Linked DNA regions of Sus scrofa: region 1 is linked to region 2. The links are chromatin contacts, called in public Hi-C maps. All regions are on one chromosome and are shown on one strand. The core of a region is the stretch at or near the end of the contact, and the rest is flanking DNA. Distances in the headings are between cores, read along the strand shown.

The links. A called contact is a pair of places that touch in the nucleus more often than the background predicts.
Region 1: a Hi-C map of skeletal muscle shows a contact between it and region 2, with 9 times the contacts expected there. The contact joins the enhancer-like site here to the promoter of ANKRD33B in region 2. A contact is called at or near these places in 9 of 47 Hi-C or Micro-C datasets (alveolar macrophages, blood, embryonic fibroblasts and 4 more) and 2 of 2 datasets of contacts at active chromatin or transcription factors (alveolar macrophages and skeletal muscle).

The regions. Positions count from the first base shown.
Region 1 is chr16:201,724-207,210 of Sscrofa11.1, forward strand. The region is part of intron 2 of ANKRD33B (ankyrin repeat domain-containing protein 33B); the gene reads left to right. Among named protein-coding and RNA genes, the nearest start is that of ANKRD33B, 55 kb to the left of the region's middle. Within about 2 kb of position 3,283, at least 28 of the 83 cell types and tissues checked have an H3K27ac peak or open chromatin away from gene starts, as enhancers often do. A contact at or near this core is called in alveolar macrophages, embryonic fibroblasts and skeletal muscle, where this site is marked.
Region 2 is chr16:146,470-152,220 of Sscrofa11.1, forward strand. ANKRD33B (ankyrin repeat domain-containing protein 33B) reads left to right here and starts at 3,017. Exons shown (of 4, transcript XM_003134179.4): 1 at 3,017-3,526. The coding sequence starts at 3,161. It overlaps LOC110257292 (a long non-coding RNA gene), which reads right to left and starts at 2,039. Exons shown (of 2, transcript XR_002339715.1): 1 at 1,948-2,039; 2 at 76-1,706.

The DNA of each region.
Region 1 (5,487 bases), core at 2,033-4,532, 56 kb after region 2:
ACATAAGCAGTCAAACACATACAGCAATGAAGGTTAAGGATAAAATCTCTTTGATTTTACTTTCTAGATGTAGCAATGTAATTGGATTTGTAGATGGATTCTTTTCTGTTTCCTTTTATAAAAACAAAAACATCATAATGGATTTTTCCTCTTTCCTGGCTTCCAAGATCCTCAGTCTATTTACCGATTTGTTCAAGCTCTGTACATAGCTATTTTCCCCTAATCAATTCCTCCAGGTTGAGGTGACAGCACCTGTCCTCCAGGTTGAGGTGACAGCATCCTGGGGCCGCCCCACTCCCTGAGAGTACCATGACCTTGAAGCATAGCTTGACTCTCAGCATTGAGCTTGTTACTGAACCAAACTCAGGCCCACTTGCCTGTGCGCAGTAAAGCCAACCCACTGACACTGGGTTGGGGTGAAGGAAAGGGCAGTGTTTATTGCAGGCACCAAGCAAGGAGTCCCGGCATCTAGTGCTCAAAAGGCCTGAACTCCTTGATGGCTTTCAGGAAAAAGTTTTTAAAGACAGGGTGAGGAAGGGGGGTTCCGGGGTGTGTAATCAGCTCATGGACCTTCTTCTAATTGGTTGCTGGTGAGGTAATCAGGAATCAACATCATCCACCTTCTTCCAACCAGTCTGAGGTCTATGTGCTTGTGGTCAGCATGCACCCAGACCTCTTCGACTGGGTGGAGGTCTCAGTAACTGTAACACAGCTCAAAGGACATGACTCAGAACGTTATTTAGAGCCCTTGAGAAGGAACTAAAAGTCCTTGACTTTGTTTAATGGCTAAACTATTATTAATTTGTCTTGCTTGACCGTTTTCCTTTATTTCTGCATTTTCTCACTTCTCTGGCTAAATTTTTTCTTTGGAACTTGGGGAAGGCATAGGAGGCCAAAGTTTTTCTATAAACAAGAGGTAGGCAGAGGACATGGTGTGAGTGTGTGTGTGGTTGGGGGAAATCTGTCCTGAGAAGGCCCCATAGGGTCCATCTTGATTACAAGCTGAATCATCATTACCCCTGGGTGGTAATCTATGTTTTAATCCAGATTTGGTTAAAACAGATTGCTGGGCCTGGCCCCCAGATTTTTGGATTGTGCAGGTCTGGGGTGGGGGCCAAGAATGTGCATTTAAGGGGGTTTCCAGATGACACTGATGCTGGAGGTCTGGGGATCTCATTCTGAGAACTAGGGCCTGCCAGGCTCCCATACAGAATGGGGGCTCGGGGTGCCTCTCAGTGGATCTTAGAGCTGAAGAGGGGAGGGGCACTGACCTGACCTGGGTGAGATGTCAGCAGAAGGACACAGAGCTGTCACTAAATCAAAGTGAGACTAAAAAAGAGCAATTGAGCATCTGTCTGTGCCTTTTATGTACTGTTTTGACCAAAGAGAGGCTGTTTGGCTTTTTTAGCTGATAGAATCAAATGATTCCATTTTAATCCAATTCCACAACCAGTTTTATTTATTTTATGATTTCTTAATTCCAAAAGATGTCTACTAACACGTGCTTACAGCAAAAAATCACCATGGAAGTATTTTTTTTTAAAAAGAAGCAATATAAAAAAAAAAAAAAAAAAAAAGAAGCAATATTGGAGTTCCCATTGTGGCACAGCAGGTTAAGAACCCAAATTAGCGTCTGTGAGGATTTGGCTTTGATCCCTGGCCTTGCTCAGTGGATTAAGGATCTAGTGTTGCTGTGAGCTACAGCACAGGTTGCAGATTCGGCTGGAATCTGGCATTGCTGTGGCTGTGGCATAAGCTGGTAGTTGTAGCTCTGATTCAACCCCTGCCTGGGAACTTCCATACGCCATGGGTGTGGCCCAAAAAAGACAAAAAAAAGAAGAAGAAGAAATGTCTCTTTTCCCTCTCGCCAGTTCATCGATTGATTGCATTCTAGCTGATTACCCTTCCTTCTCTCCTTTTCAAAAGGTTGTTTTGTTTACATGAATGGGATAATTCTGGAGAGCTTGTGATTTTAACTTTTTCCATTCCATCGATCTAGGAACTTTGCCTGGTTCCTACAGTTGCACACCCGAGTGATGGCAAGTTCACAGCTGTATCCCTCACATCCTATAACAGTTCAATAAACTCTGGCCCATCCATTCTATGCAAGTTCCTCATTTAAAATAAATATTTACCCAGCAGTCACTTCATGTCTAAGTGCTCGGCTAAGTGCTAGGTCTGTGGGTGGACAGGCAAAAGTACGCATAATCCTGTCTCCTGAATTTAAAGTCGAGTGTGCAGGGGTTTCTGATGAGCTTGTTATGGACAAAGCTGGAGTGAAGTCTTGTGTCTCAGGGTACATTTCTGAGGAGGGCTTACCTGTCAGCATCCTGGCAGGTGTACCCAGAGGCTAATGTAGAGAATCTGTAGGGGGACTGTTGTTGGGGGGTGGGCAGAGCTTAGGGGTGGGCCCTGGAGAGAGGGGGCACTCAGAGGGCTGCCCCCTGCCCCCAGGAGCTGGGACCTTGGACATCTGAGCCCCTTGAGGTGGGAGGTAGATGGGGGCAGGGCACATACCCCCCCCACACACACCCCCACCTCCAGCCCCAGCTGAGCCGCACCTTCAGGACTAAGGAACCTGCAAGTGCAGTTTTTGGAGGTCAGAGCCAGGCAGAGAAGGAAAAAAAAGAAATGGATGGATGATTCTCAGAATTCAATTGCTTCATCAAAGAGCGTGCACGTTTTATTTTCTATTTTATTATGACCACACCCATGGCATATGGAAGTTCCCTGGGCCAGGGATTGAATCTCAGCTGTGACCTACACCTCAGTTATGGCAATGCCCTATCCTTAACCCACTGCCCCAGGGACCAAACCCACACCTTTGCAGCTACCTGAGCCACTGCAGTTGGATTCTTAACCCACCATGCCACAGCAAGAACTCCAGGGCCTGTGCGTTTTAAATGTGCACATTATATAACCCCTGCCAAGTGGCTTTAAGGAAACCTGTGCCAACTCCTACCTCCCACCATGTTCCCAAGGGGGTTCTTATCCTGGAAAGGGACTTTTCTCAGTGTCAGGCCACTCCAAATCTCACGTTTGCAGTTTTATTTCCCTGATTATCATCGGATGCTAGGATCTGTTACGATCCTTTTGGGTTCGACTTACTGAATACATAGGGAAACAGGCTTCAGCGATGAGGAAATGGCTTGCAACATGACCTGTCTGAAGGTGGCAGTTGAGGCGTTGCTTCACTGCATGGCTTTGTGATGTCAGGACCCAGGGCCAGCTTCTCAGAAATGCCCTTGACCTTTCCCTCACAATCCACAGACAGCCTGGCGGCTCCAAGCAGCATAGCTTCATGTTACACCATGAGAGCTTTCAAGAAGGAGGAGCCAAGCCCTGTATGAGATCTGTTCTCTGAGATAGGAAACATTTCCAGAAGCCTCCAGAACAGCTTTGTTTCTATCTGCCAGGGTTGTGTCACACGCCTCAGCGTCAAAACAAGTTGCTGGCCAGGGCGGTGGAGTGACACCAGATGACTTGGTCAGGCCGGCATGGGGCCCCACAGAATCTGTGTGGTTAAGAAAAACTGTAAAGCGACTGCATGTTTACATTATTTGCTATTAGGCTGTGTAGCTTGTCTGAGAGTCCTGGCTTTTTACAGGACTCACGCAGCATTTGTGAGTGCAAATTAAGATGCAGATGCCTTGATCTGCCTGTTCGGTGTCCTCTGAAAAGCCTAACCTCCAAGGATCTTTATGCAGAATAAAGATACAGTCAAATCTGAAGTAGGCCTTTACTGTGGAGAGAATGTATGAAAATAGAGCCTCAAATAAACCCTCCATCTCATTTAGCCAATAATTTGAACCTCTCTTCCATACTCCCCCTAACAAAAGTGCAGTAAGATTATCAAAGAAATGAATTACCAGTCCCAGGCTTTATGTGTTTACATTCTCCATTTCTTTTTCTTTTTTTCTTTTTTCTTTTTTTTTTTTTTTTTGTCCTTTTTAGGGCTGCACCCACGGCATATGGAGGTTCCTGGGCTAACGGTCTAATTGCAGCTGTTGTTGCTGCCAGCCTACTCCAGAGGCGCCAGAACGCCAGATCTGAGCCTCGTCTGCGACCCACACCACAGCTCACAGCAATGCCGGATCCCCAACCCACTGAGCGAGGCCAGGGATCAAACCCGCAACCTCATCCTTCCTAGTTGGATTTGTTTCCACTGTGCCACGACGGGAACTCCACATTCTCCATTTCTTGTTCCTCTTTAGCAGGAATAAGACGCAGGGAGAAAAACTGGGTAAGATCAAGTTGGTTCCGTGTAAGTAACCCCTGGGCATCCTTCAAACTTGTTTATTATTCCTCGAACTTACCTTTCAGGTTTTGGAGGAAATGCCTTGAGAGCCAGCCTGCTATTATTCACGTCACTGTTGCTGGGGACTGGGTGGCCCTGAGGTTCCTGGGGATAGCCCATGGGCTCAGGCTGCCGACTCTAATGGGACCCTGGATTTCGGGAGGGTCCCACTTGAGAGGGGAGTGTATGAGTTGGCCTGAGCCAGGAATAGATGCCTCTTCATTGTATTTATCTTATTTTATTATCATCACACGGTCCTGATTTTAATCTGACCTCATTGTGATTTTTATGGAGTTTTGAAGCATTTTCCTTTTACTCAGTTTCTGCTGTTTCAAATAAATTAGAACTTGGGAAGTCTCTGAGGTTTCCAGCATTGCCTGGCCTTTCCTGTTAAACACCAGTTTTCGGAGCCTTTCTGACCAGGCACGGCAATGCGCCTTCCTCGCAGGACCTGGCCCTGCCCCTCGGTGTCAGAGAGGAGGCCTGTCTGGGCTGCCCTCCCCTGCTCCCCCCTGCACTCTCCCTTCTTCTGCATGGAGAGAATCTCTTCTCTCCAACGCTGCAGGGACTTGATAGTGCCAGTCAACAGTTCCCTCTACTGGCCTGGTTTGGGAAACTACCTTTTGAGTGCCTGGTGTCAGAACAATCAAGTCTTTAGACAACCCTAAATTTTGTAACATTGTCCCATTTTTAGAGCAGCATGGGCTTACTGTCTGTTTCTTTTCCTTGAATAAAGGAATAAGCAAGGTTTTAGCCCATAATTGGTATTCAGTTACATGTTAAGTGAATCAATAATTAATAATTGTGATGGCTGTGTGACTTTAGAGAATGTGGGTTATGGCTTGATAATTGGCAGTCTTTTGAGCAGCCTTTTTTTTTTTTTTTTTTTTTTTTTTTTTTTTTTTTTTTTTTGCTTTTTAGGGGCGGCAGTACCCTCAGCACATGGAAGTTCCCAGGCTAGGGGTTGAATCGGAGCTACAGCTGCCAGCCACAGCCACAATCACAGCAACCCGGGATCCAAGATTTGTCTGCAGCCTACACCACAGCCCACGGCAGTGCAGCAATGCCAGATCGCCCAGCCACCGAGTGAGGCCAGAGATTGAAGTCACATCCTCATGGATAAAAGTCAGATTCATTTCTGCTGCACAACAATAGGAATTCCTGGCAGCCTTTTTGATAAGTGAGCTTTT
Region 2 (5,751 bases), core at 1,767-4,266:
CTTCCCAATTCCTGGGGCTATGTGTGGCCAAAACCCCACAAAAGACAAAACAAAACAAACAAATGAACAAAAAAGGCAAATGGATATTTTAATTTTAATAATAACGAAAGTGAATGGTAACTGTGTGCAAAATTCCAGACAATGTGAAATGTTTAAAATCATTCTGCCATTCTATCTACCCTGGGAGGGGGTACCCTAATTACTTACTCGATGAGCAAAGGGGCTGGTTTGAGTTCCTTCCACCATTAGGTCTCACCTCCCCCCACCCCCACCTTCCAGACACAGTTTGGAGTAGGGGGAGCATTACAGGCACATTCTGTCTTCAGTCTTTAAATACACTGCTTGCAATTTTGAAAGATCTTCCTGTTGCAGGTTGTTAAAGCCGGGTGGCCTATTCGAGAAATATAGCTAAAGTAGGGAATTTTTTTTTTTTTTTAAATGGCTCAAAGACAAATTATTCAACTAAATCAACAAATTGGTTAATTGCCATACATATAATACTTCAAAAGTCATAAATTAAAACAGTTCATTGAAATTGAACCCTCCCGGATAAAATACAATTTTGCAAAACGTTATTGATTTAAGAGTTATCCTGAGTGTGTTAGGAGTTTTGAAAAGCTACTTTCTCCTTCTTATGTCAATTTTGTACATACGATGTATGATACTGACCTTACCAAAAAATCTAAATGCCTAGTTGTGTGTTCTTTTACAATGCTGAGTATCTCTTGTCTTTGCGGTCAAAGGGGTGCATTTTTTAAAAAGACAATAATCACCTTGGGTTTGGAGCCTGATCACTCACAAAAGGCTAATTCTTACTTGGAGCAGGCTGTTTCAGAAGTTAACCTTTAAAGGTTAAAACATTCCATGCTATTTGGACCCAAATTTCTGAGGAAGGAAAGGAGGAAGTGGTGAACTCTGAAGATAGAGCTTGAATCTTGTTGCTAAGTGACCAGGCATGAGGACCTAGAGGCTGCTGACTCCAGAACAGCATGCTGTCCGCTCCAGTCCAGGACTACGGCTGGAAGGCCATGGCCCCATCCATCAGGGCCCTGTCACTGCCCGCTGAGGTCTTTCTTTAATGCCACCCAGTACCCTGCCCAGCTGGGAGGAGAGGAAGGCTGACAAACCCAACCGTGTCCTGGGGGTGGGGGGCGGTCACTTCTGCTTGTAAATCCCCTGACTTCATTTAACAGGACTTTTGGAAACACTGAAAGAGAAATACCCCTCAACCTTCAAAGGGGGAAATTTCCATTGGGAATTTATGTAAATGCTGTTAGAGAAAAACTTAAAAAGCAAACCATGATTTGGGGGTATTTTTGGCTTCCAAGAGAAAGCCTGGGACCACAGAAGCAGGCCGGTGAAGCCAAGTTAACTTCTCACTCAGGGCTCGCTGTGCATCCATGGTCTCTTCCTACCGTGTTCTCCTGGCTCCCAGGTGCCAGTTCTGGGCTGGCTTGGAGGACACTGGTGACCCAGGTGATCCTGAAGACAGGTCCAGCCTAGCACAGTGTAGCCAGGGCCTCAAGACAGAGAGGTCTGACATTTCAAACACCGCTCTGGCCTCCACAGCCCACTCCAGGTATTTTTGACCATGGCTGTGCCCCTCAGCTTGCAGGCCCAGGCCTGGGGTCTTCTAGCTTGTCTACCCCGTTTTGTTCACCTTTGCACTCCTGGGGCCTCTCATGGGCTGGCATCTGGTAGGCGCGCTGTTAAGAGCGGTGGAAAGAAAAGGAGGGAGAGGGGAAGAGAAAAAGAGGCGGTATTCCCTTCGGTTTCTGCATTCGCTCCTGGTGGACAGGGGATGGTTTCTGTCAAAGAAGCCACACCCCCAACCCAGGCACAAACGCATCCTGACACCGCGTCTTCTCGCAAGGCCTTTCCCATGAGTTTTGGCTCGCGCTGCCTCCTCCTCCCAGAGGTCAAGGGCTCCCCGCAGCAAATCCATACCCTCTGTGGCGGGGATAGACCGGGAGTAGCCAAGCTTGGTCCAGAGGGGTGCGGGGACAGGACAATGGCGGACGGCTGCGGGCCTACTCTCTGGGTTTGGCCACCAGCTGCGGAGTCAGGGCCCCTTCCTGGCTTCACCCACTTAATCTCCGCAGATGCAGGCTCGGTGACATTGGCTAAGGATGAGGGAGGAGGAAATCCTTCACCACTCTGACCTGGAGCCGCCCTTTCCCACCCAGATGTTACCCCAGAGTCAAGAGTCGCTCTTTTAGGAGCAACCTGCAAGCCACAGCTGGCCCGGGTTCTGAGTGATTTGGGTGGGGAACCTGCGGATCCTCCCTCCGCATCCCCCTTCCCAATACACCTGGGTTGGGACTTCCCGGTGGTAGCCAGGAGCTCCCATTTCAGAGCGGCAGGGTCCCTAGGTGGACCCGACCTCCCACGCATCCACTTGTCTTCCGTGCCTAGTGCGCCCCAGGGATGCCCAGCTCTTAAGCCAGGAATGAAGTTGGCGTTGGAGCCCGGACTCCCCCGGGAGCTGCAAAAACAGATTCAGTGCGTCGCACGCTGACAAACTGCCCCCATCCCAGCCTGGAGGCCTGACGCTCTGCTAGCTGCGGGTCTCAGGGATTTGGGTATTTCCGACGCCAGAGCGGACTTAGCCCGCGGCGTCCTCCAACCCCCACCTTCGCCCTCATCCCGCGGGTCGCCGGAGGGGAGGGGCGGGGCTGTTAGCAGCCAGCAACAAGGGCTTTCGGGTTCTTTAGTTCTCTGGTTCTCCCAAGCGTGCATTTCTCAGCTCGAATGCGGGTGCAAAGCAGCCGGGTGCATAGTCCCCGCGGGGCCGTGAAGCCCCTGCTCGGCTCTCAACTTTTGCTGGGATCCGGCCGGCGGGCGCAGCATCCCGGGCGCGCGCCTCCTCCGGCGCGGCGGCCCCGCCCGCCTCCCGCTTGGTCCCCGCCCGCGCTCGCCCGCCGGCAGCGCTCGGAAAGCCCCCGCGGCTCCTCCCACCCCCGAGGGGGGCTTTCTCCAGCTTCCAGTGACTACAGTCTGGGAGCGCAGCCGCCGGGCGCGCGTTTCCGCTGGGCTGGAGCGCGCAGAGCACTGCTTTTCTGGGGCGGCGAGGGACAAGGGGCGGTGACCTCGGTGCGTGCCGCGCGTCCCGGGCTCCCGGCCCGCTCCCCGGCCCCCGGCCCGCGCCCCGGCCGCCGGCATGGTGCTGCTGGCCGGGCCCGGGCCGGAGGGCGGCGGGGCGCGCCGCGTATCCCCGCAGCCTCCGTCCCCACCCCGGGGCGCGCAGGCCGAGGAGGACCCCGCTGACTACGAGGACTACGAGGACTTCTCGAGTCTGCCCGACACCCGCAGCATCGCCTCGGACGACTCTTTCTACCCTTCTGGAGGCGAGGAGGAGTACAGCTCCGTGAGCTCGGAGAGCGTCCCTGAAGGCTTCCCGGAGGGCGTCCCGGAGGCGGCGACCCTCCTGCGCGCCGCCAGCGCCAACGACGTGGGGCTGTTGAGGGCGCTGGTGCGGCGGGGGCCCAGCGCTGAGGAGGTGCAGGAGACCGATCGCAACGGCCGGGTAAGCTGACGTGCCGCCGGGGTTTGGGTCCCTTTAGTCCTCCCTCCTATTCTCCGCGCCACCTGGATCCCGACTTTGTCCGGGTCCCACCGTGACTTTGCCGCGGCCAAGAGCGCCTTTTCTTTGCTTTCTGGGCGTGCTCCGCGTGTGGCCTGCCTGTCCCAGGCCGGGGTGGGGCGGCACGCTTGCTCTGCCCGAGGTCACAGTACCCCCCCCCCGGGGGGGGACGCCGCTAGTCCCGCGTGCTCACCGCAGCCCCTTCTGGTTTTCCGCCCCAGAGTGTTCTTAATTCCCCCAAGGGGACTGTCCGAGTTCGGAGCCTCTCGCCGGGTGTCTTCAACCTGGGCCCCCTCTGACAGTTACCCATTCTCGCCTGTAGGGGAAACCCCTTATATCCTGCGCCCCCCAACTTCCCCCCCCCCCCGCCCTTGGCCCCACTCGCTGCCCTTGCACTTTCCCTTCCACGCCCCAGCGCAAATCGGCTCCTCCGGGCCACCCAGGTTCGGAGTTCCCCTTGGACCACCTGCTTACTCGCACGCCTCCCCTTTCCCACGCCCGGGTTCGCCAGGCGACCCCAATCGGTGATTGGCCAGCTTGATCTCTGACTTGGCTGTCTGCAGGGTCACCTCGGAGAGCCAGCACCGTCGGGATCCCCCAGAGGCAGGCCCTGGGGAGGGCAGTGGTGGGGCCGGCGCTAGCGGGGTAGGGCAGACGGGCTCGTGGGGGTGGGGAGAGAGAGGCACCGGGTATGCATTAGTCATGACAAGACTCAGAGACGGTGGGAAACATTTAGGGAAAAAAAGAAAAGAAAGAAAGAAAAAGTTGGGCTGAGAATGATTGGCTCTCAGAACACAACCCAACAAAGCCCTTGGAGGGAAAAACCATAGAGTGACCACAGCAGCCAGGTGGGTTGACAGCGGCAGTGGTCTCACCTGATTGTCACATTCCCCAGGTTCTGGGGGGATCTGCAGCCTAAGCCTGGCGCAGATGGGGAGTGAAAGTGCTTTTGTTCCAGAGCCCATAACTGTTAGAGAAAAGATGTGCTTTTACTTGGGAATTGGTGGGACCTTCTGCCCTTGGTTTATTTGTCCCTGACTGTGGTCTGGGCCAGGCTTAGGCAAAGGGGAGCACTGGAGTGTCACATTCTGCTTCTATCCTTGTCTAAGTTGACGCAGCATATGAACTTGGAGAAGGTTCTGTGCTTGGTGTACTACATCAGGCGGTGCTGGCCCAGAGGCCCCTAAGGCTAAGAGAGCTAAGGTGTGGCCCTGGTGGCTGGAGACACTAGGCAATACCTGCATCTCAGCCCTCCCGCTGCCCTCACTAGCCGCCAGGCAGCGGGTTGTTTCTGCACTGTGCCTTCGCTTTTACTAAAGTGAATTTTCACCATCAGACGTTTGTATTTTCTTGATGTTTACTCACGTTTCTGAAGCAAGGTAACCAGGGCTGCTTGGAAGGAAGCCCCACAAAGATGAGGAAGAGCTCGGGTAGGGTAGGTTACTCCCGTGTTTGGGGCAGCCCAGGGTTTCCAGTGGGCGCAGGGTAGTGCCTGGCTCGCCCAGCCCCCATTCTAAGGCTCCACTGGGCCCTGCTTTGTTATGTTTCCTTTGAGGGCAAAAAATAAGTTTGTCAGCAGCTGCACTGGAGACGACTGAGAGCAACTTAAACCATCCCCAAGGGGCTTGGGTATGTCAGATGCAGTGTCTGGGCCACTTTTGAAAGCCTCTGTCAGCACAGAATCAGGAGAGGCCTGTCCCAGCCTCTCAGCACCTCTCTGCCTCAGTTTCTCCATTGTGATATAGGGTTAATGACAACGAGAACCTCCTGGGGTTGTGAGCACAAAATGCCTCACAGTGCTCTGACATGCCCTTGTTTACTGTCTTGTCATTTTTTATTCACCAGCCTTCTCCTTGCTTGGAAGAGACATCCTCCAGGTTTTTGGTTTTTTTTTTTCCCCTTCTGTCAGGCAAAGCTATTTTTTCTCTCTGCTTTCCCTCTTGATTACAGAGTCTCCCTTTGTTTTTCTGCCTTGAGTCTCTGCCTGTCTGCTCCCCACAAATTCATGATGGAGAAGGGGTACATGACCCACCAACGACAAGACTGTTTTATCTTCTGATAAGAAGGGGCCCATCCTGGGTTCTGGGCTCTGAGGGGTTTGGGCAAGAGCTTGCATTCTTCCCAGTGGCTTCTTAATGGTGTTGATCAAACAGCCTCCGTCTTTCTGT